Linked DNA regions of Sus scrofa: region 1 is linked to region 2. Evidence: chromatin contacts called from public HiChIP or PLAC-seq data. All regions are on one chromosome and are shown on one strand. Each heading gives the region's core, a stretch centred on a gene start, on an enhancer-like site or on the middle of the called end of the contact. The rest is flanking DNA. Distances are from core to core; before and after follow the strand shown.

Region 1 (3,918 bases), core at 1,040-3,539, 660 kb before region 2:
GGAGAACAATAGTTCTACAGTCAGACTGAGGGAGGAAGTGAGTCACGGTTCTTCCTCAGTCTCTGTGCAAGAGAACACTATTGATGGGAAATTGGGATAGGGCTGGCCCCACCTAGCCTCAGAGTCCCCCCAATGCCCGTCCCACTTGTCGTCTGGCCTACAAGAAAGGTCAGTCCATACCTGCAACTTAGGTTGCCCCTGTGGCTCAGATGTGATCCCTGGCCTGGGACCTCCGTATGCTGTGGGGCAGCCAAAAAAAAAAAAAAAAATTAAAAAGATAAAATAAAATAAAATTTAAAAAGAAAGAAAAATCAACCCAGAAAGCAAGCAATCCTGTCTGCCTCTGGGTGCCCCGCCCATCCTGGCGACTGGCCCCAGGGGAGCCACAGCGGGTCTCAGGAAGAGGAGGGACCAGCCCTGTCTCAGAGGGCTGAGACCGCAGCCACCCTCAGAGGAGCTGGAACTTCCTAGTTTCTCCCGCCAATCCTGGCTTTGGCACAAGGAGAATTCTCTAAACTGTGTTGCTCAGAGGTGCATCACGAGGGGAGGAGCAAAGAGAGAGGAGAGGTCTGAGCGAGTGGGCGCCCGTCCTTGCCTGCCCTGAGTGGCTCCACCTCAGCCCCGCTCCCAGTTCAGGCTTCCACATACACTTGTAGTTTACAACACTTCTGTCCTTAAAAAGAATGTAGAAGCCACTCTTTTTTTTTTTTTTTTTTTTGACTGTGCCCGGAGCCAGGGAGCAAACCTGAGCCACAGCAATGACTTGCTAGATCCTTTACCCACTATGCCACAAGGGAACTCCCCTGGAAGCCGCTCTTCTTGAGAATGGGCGTCTGGAGGAAATCCTAGCTTGCCACAGCTGGTAACTGCTCCTTTTATCTCCTGGAACAAGTCCTGTTGGCAGGTTTTGTTCTCTTTATCGCTCCCGACCATTTATCTGAGGCCTTAAGGCCAGAGGGAGCTAAACTGAGCCTTTGACTTGGGGCTCCAGGAGTCCAGAAACCTCTGGATCACAGTTATCAGTTTTACACAGCAGTTAATGGGCAGTGCGGCGCCACGTGACAGAAGCCTGGCAACAGAGTTGGGGATGCCCTATGGCTTGGAGCAGGGCCTGATGGGAAGGGCCTGAGGGAGGAAGGGGCTGGGAAGAGGTTCCCACCTTCCTGGCAGGGGTCCAGAGGAGGGGGAAGGGTCTAGCCAGCGAGGCCTCCGTTTATGTTTGGATTTGGGTTAATCTGGGAGTCTCCCAAGAGCATCGGTTGTCCCGTGGTAAAATCCACTCGGTCACCCTCACCCCAGGTGCCCCCATTGCTCCTTGGCGTGCTCTGTGGGTCCCCTTCTCTCAAAATCTCTTCCTTGCTCTCAGGCCCCTCAAACAAAGCCTTGGCAGCGTCACCCACACCTGGTTTTAATCAAAATGTCTACACCACATCCATCCCTACATAGAAGGGCAGACAACCACATTTAACTGGTGTTTTCTCTAAAAGGGTAGGATTTGAGAGCTTTTTTGTTGTCTTCTTTTTGCTTACCTGAGTTCTCAGGAATTTCGGCAACTTAGAAGAAGCAAACTAAACTTTTAAGTCATGCACAACTGAATAAAGCACGCCCATACTTCACCATCTAGCTCCAGAACACCTGAGGTCCATGGTGAATGCTGTTGGGGCAACAGTCAGGCTCCTCCTATCCCATCACAGGACAAGGTCCTTCCAGTTCTGGCTAAACCACTTTGAGAAAAACCTCCTTTATAGGACAGAGTGTCTGTGGGTGGGGGGAGGAGCTAGAAGGGATGCGGTGGGAACGGGGATCCCAGCATGGCCAGCCCTTCTCCTTTTCCCAATTAGTGGGCTGGGTCTGCACTTACCTGCTCGCTCTGCTGAAGCCCCAAGTCAATGGTCGGTTCAGTGGTTCCCTTTCGCCGGCTCGGTGTCAGTGCCCAGCCTGTACTACCCACACCTGGGTACCTAATGGGCACTTTGGGTGTAGTCTACTCATGCAGACATTCATTGAGCACCTGCTGAATGCTGGGCCCTGGGGCCTCAAGCTGAGTTTCTTAGAGCTTGTCCTCAGGAAGGCAGTGAGCCCCCTCTGGGAGGGTTGGAAGGTGATCCCCGAGACATGCCAGGAGCTTCCTGAAGCTACGTCCTCCCTCCTGGCCTGGCAGATCCAATGAGCTGAGCTCTGCCCTTCCTTCTCCCTCCTGATGTAGAAAAGTAAAAGTCTGTTAACACGACTGGCTGTTGAATTTTACAATCAATTTGGTTATCCGGAGCAGCGTTTCTCAACCTCCGCACTGTTACCATCTCGGGCCAGATTATTCCTTTTCGTGGAAACTGTCCCGTGCGTGGGAGGAGGTTTAGCAACATCCCTGGTCCCTAAACACTGGGGACCAATAGAACCCCCGCCCTGGTTATGACAACCAAACATGTCCCCAGGCATTGCCACACGCCGGGGCAGGGGGGTAGGCGGGGAGTGGCATAAGAAGAGGAAGTCGGTGTGCCAGGGTTCAAGGCAACAGGCATGGTCTGCTGGGAACTGTGCGCTGAACAGCCGACAGCAAGGGCGAAAACTTCCAAAGCCCAAACCACCTGGCATAGCAGCACAACAATGGGGCCATTTAGTGTTCAGGGCAAACAAGCTTCTGTATTTCCAACGACCTCTGAGGACTGAGGACGTGGCGCTCAGGAAAATTAATGATAATGCTGAATTGAAAAAAGGAACAATCGGAGTTCCCGTCGTGGCTCAGTGGTTAACGAATCCGACTAGGAACCATGAGGTTGCAGGTTTAGTCCCTGGCTATGCTCAGTGGGTTAAGGATCTGGCGTTGCCGTGAGCTGTGGTGTAGGTTGCAGACGTGGCTCGGATCACATGTTGTTGTGGTTCTGGCGTAGGCTGGCAGCTACAGCTCCGATTAGACCCCTAGCCTAGGAACCTCCATATGCCGCAGGAGCGGCCCAAGAAATGGCAAAAAGACAAAAAAAAAAAAGAAAAAGAAAAAAGGAACAATCACGTTGATCACACTCTGTTTACTGAGGTGGGGAAGTGGATGAGACAGCTTTGCATTAAATATGTATTTAGAAAGCAGATCAGTGGTTCAGAGGTTGCCCGGGAAGGAAGGGCAGGGAAGGGGGGAGACTATGAGGAGTGATGGATGTGTTCATTAGCCCGACGGGGTGATGATTCCATGGGTACACACCAACATCAAAACAGATCAAGTCATACCCTTCAAATACATGCAGTTTAGAGTGTGTCAAGTATACATCAATAAAGTGGCTTTTAATTCTTTTTGTGTGTGTGGGTATGTCTTTTTAGGGCCGGACCCGAATCATATGGAGGGTCCCAGGCTAGGGGTCCAATCAGAGCTGCAGCTGCTGGCCTACACCATAGCCACAGTCACACCAGATCTGAGCCACCACGTCTGCCCCCTACACCACATCTCACAGCAACGCGGGATCCTTAACCCGCTGAGCAAGGCCAGGGATCAAACCTTTATCCTTATGGAAACTAGCCAGGTTCATGACCACTGAGCCACGACAGGAACTCCTAAAGCTGTTTGTAAAATGCATTTCATTGTTTAAAGGTTTTTTTTTTTTGTCTTTTTGCCTTTTCTAGGGCCGCTCCCGCAGCATATGGAGGTTTCCAGGCTAGGGGTCTAATCAGAGCTGTAGCCACTGGCCTATGCCACAGCCACAGCAACTCAGGATCCGAGCCGTGTCTGCAACCTACACCACAGCTCACGGCAATGCTGGATCCTTAACCCACTGAACAAGGTCAGGGATTGAACCCTCAACCTCATAGTTCCTAGTCGGATTTGTTAACCACTGAGCCACGATGGGAATTCCTGTTTAAAGGTTTAATGCTTGAAAGGCATGATTTTGAAAATTTACTCACGTGAAGTAGCCATTTCTTGACCATGCCAGA
Region 2 (3,619 bases), core at 875-3,374:
TGATGCCGTGAGCTGTGGTATACGTCACAGACACAGCTCACATCCCACGTTGCTGTAGCTGTGGTGTAGGCCAGCAACTACAGGTCCAATTAGATCCCTAGCCTGGGAACCTCCATGTGCCACTAGTGCGGCCCTAGAAAAGCCAAAAAAAAGGTAAAAAACCCCTAACAACTGGAGTTCCTGTTGTGGCTCAGTGGTTATCGAATCTGACTAGGAACCAGGAGGTTGCAGGTTTGATCCCTGGCCTCACTCAGTGGGTTAAGGATCTGGTGTTGCTGTGAGCTGTGGTGTAGGTTACAGACATGGCTTGGATCCTGGGTTGCTGTGGCTCTGGTGTAGGCCGGTGGCTACAGCTCCAATTCGACCCCTATCCTGGGAATCTCCATATGCCACCGGAGTGGCCTAAGAAATGTCAAAAAGACCAAAAAAAAAAAAATCCAGAAAAGACAACCTTAAGACCACTAGAACATTAAAAATATAAAATTAAATCTTAATAAAATAAATGGAGTGGTATCCAAGGTATAGTGACAAATTTCCTAAAAGGGCAATTGGGGCCAGTGATTATTTAGAGAACTCCAAGTTCCCCCATGAATCTTTGGAAATATTGGCAGAGATCTTGGGTTTCCCAGAGCCAACTACATGTAAGTTTTAAAGGGCAGTGACCCCAGCAGGATTATGGTTGACTTTGGGGGTCATCCAGGTCACTGAACCATGGGAACATGCCTGGCTGAGTATGCATACCTCCCCACCCTAAAATATTTATTTCTATCTTTGTGTATCCTTTAAACCTGGTTGGAAGAAGTGTGCCTCTTCTCAGATTTCTTAGCACCCCCCCATCTCGTTTTCCTTTTATGAGATCATGCACCATTAATTATTCTCTCTCATCTTTTTATTCTCCCCTATCAGCTCTTTTGAGTGCACCTCCTCAATTTAAAAGAAAAAAAAAATCACCTTTCTCCTCTGCTCCAACTACCCCTGGAGCTATACATAAGGCCTGCTTTTCTTCCCCTCTCCCTGCCAAACTTCGGGAAAGAACCACCACCCTTTTTACTGCCTTCAGCGCTTCACTACCACTTACTCCCTACTCAAGAGCTCAGCTCAGCTTAGAGTCTGGCCCACAGTCGGACCGGGCTGAAAGTTCCACCCCTCTTGAAGATTGGCCTGTCCTTCCCCGTTCTTCAGACGCACTTCTCCACGGTTGGCAGTGGGTGCTCACTGCCAGACACCAGGGCCTCATCTCTGGGTTCTCACACTATCACCTGGCTGTTGCCTTAATTCCGCCTGTCTCCAGGTACGCTGGGCTCTTGGAAGGTCCTGCTGGTCACCTTCTGGGCCATCTGCCCACCTCTCCGTTCTCACCTTGCACAGTCCTAGCTTCCCCTGTAACTCGGAGGTCTCGCCGTCTATACCCTGGGAGGCACCCGTTGCCAGGCCTTCAACTCTGTTCACCGCGGGTCTCACGGTTCCTCCAGAGGCTCCATTCCTCCGGGCCTTCGTGCAGGTCTCTAGATATAGCAATGACCCAACATTGAGGGCGCACCTAGTAAGCGCCAGGCCCATGCCCCCTCTGCTACCTTTCACATAGCTGCCTACTAGGCTCCACTAGTGCCAGATCTGAGGGAAGAGGACGCCGTCTCAGCTCCTGAGGCGCTCGCCCTCCGCTAGGGCGACACAGCCGCGTAGGCAGATCGTGGCCCTCTAGTGGGAGACCTCGGCCCCGACCTCGGCCCTGCCCGGGAGGCGCGTCAGAGGACGAGAGGCCCAAGTCGCGGAGAGCGGCCGCTGGGCCGGTACCGCTCCGGGTGCTCTGCTGGGCAGGAGAGGCAGGCGAGCCCGCGGGCCGGGCCCGGGTCCGCGAGGTTGGGGTTCTATTTCTTCCCCGTGCCTCCCCTGCCCCGCCCGCCGCCGTCGGGTCGGTGCCGCGCAGCCCGCCCGGGACGGGAGGCGGGAGGCCGAAGGCAAGAGGCGAGAGGCCGGGCCCAGACTGGGGCTGGGGCAGCCGCTCAGCCACACCGCCCTGGGCCGGGCGCCCAGGTCCGAGTCGCCTTCCGCCTCCCCCCACCCCCCCGCGGCCCCAGCCAGGTCCCGCCGCCAGGCCGGCTCCCGCCCCCGCTCCGCCCCCGGAGCCGCAGCCCCGCCCGCCACCGCCGTCGCCATGTTGTGGCTCCCGCAGCCGGCGCTGGGGACGCGCGCGGCCGAGCCCGGGGCCTGCAGCCGCCGCCGCCGCCAGGTAAGCGCCCCCCGCGGGCCGGGCCGGGCGGGGCTTGTGGGCCGGGGCCGCCGCCGAGGCCGCCCTAGCCTGAGCCGGGGCTGAGCGGAGCCGGGGCCGAGCCCGCGCCCGCGCCGAGGCCCGGCCCTGCAGCCAGGCGGACCCTGCTCGCCGCCCGAGGCGGCAGCCACTTCCCCCGACCGCCGCCTGGCGGGCCCCGGCCGCCACCCCACCCCGCCCCCGGCCGACGGGCCGCCTGCCCCTTCCGCCGCCCCGACCCGCCGCTACCCGGCTGGGCGGGCATGCTGCTGTCCTCCTGGCGCGGGACGGGCGGCCGCCCTCGGCGTCGGCCCACGGCCCCCTGCCCGGGCACGGATAACGGTGCCACTTTCCCCCGCTGGGGCGTCCTGTCAGTCGGACCGTCTGGGCCGCCCGAAGAGCTGTCGCCGTCCCGGAGTAGACACTTGGGGGATCGACCTTTTTTGGCGCCCCTCCGTTCCCCTTCGCCCCCCCCCGCCCAAGTTCTGACCCCGGGGGAGGTTTCATCGGGAGCAGACAGGTATTCCTGCCCCGGAGTTGGGGGCCCAGGGAGTGACCAGGCCTGTTGATCAGGGTGGAGGTTGTCTCTGCAGGGGCTTTTCCTGCCAACCTGAGGGGGAGGCTCAATGTGACCCGAGGGAGGACGGGGAGCGTCTGCTGGACAGATGGCCTCCTGGCCTTGGATCAGCGCGTGTGAGGGGGAGGGGTCTGTACGACCTGAGGTGTGCCTGCTTCTGAGAACCCCAGGATTATCAGAACTGCTCAGGGATTTTTAACTTTTTTTTTTTTTTTTCTTCTCCATTTTTTCTTTTGCGTAGGCCAGAGATGGCATTAAAAAGCCTGGATTGGAGTAAATTCACAGACCCACCCAGGGCAGTATGTCTAACACCCAGGACTAGTCTAGAATAGAACTGGAGGAGGGGACTTGGGGGTAAGATGGTATTTGGCTTAGGGTTGGCCCACTTGCCTTCAGCTCTGTGTTCCTGGAAGGGCTGTCTGGTGCATCTGTTGGTGTGTAGAGTGTGGCTAAGGATACAGGATGTGGACATGCCTGGCCTGGTGGGTACTTGGTAGGATTTCAGGGATCTGTTTCCTCAAACTCATAGGTACACTACACAGTGAAAGAGAGCAGGAAGCAAGGTGCTAGCACACACATTTTGATCATTTTCCAATGTTTCCACTGGTCGTGGCTTTGATTCATTCAGCAAAATTTTACTGAGCACTTATTATGTGCCAGGCACTGGACTAGGTTTTGGGAGTACAGCGGTAAACCAAAAAGACATGTTTTAGCTTAATTGAGCTCATTGACTTGTGGGAAGGCCCAATAATAAGCAAATCATCTTGAAATTTCATTCAACAACAAATATTTGT

Evidence for each region. HiChIP or PLAC-seq counts read pairs in DNA pulled down with a chosen protein or histone mark.
Region 1: a contact with region 2 is called in an H3K27ac HiChIP or PLAC-seq map of alveolar macrophages. The contact joins the promoter of FURIN here to the promoter of ZNF592 in region 2. A contact is called at or near these places in 1 of 5 promoter capture datasets (liver) and 1 of 2 datasets of contacts at active chromatin or transcription factors (alveolar macrophages).

What each region holds. Positions count from the first base shown.
Region 1 is chr7:53,454,005-53,457,922 of Sscrofa11.1, reverse strand. It overlaps FURIN (furin), which reads right to left and starts at 2,289. Exons shown (of 15, transcript XM_021098916.1): 1 at 1,862-2,289.
Region 2 is chr7:52,792,455-52,796,073 of Sscrofa11.1, reverse strand. It overlaps ZNF592 (zinc finger protein 592), which reads left to right and starts at 2,124. Exons shown (of 11, transcript XM_021098901.1): 1 at 2,124-2,230.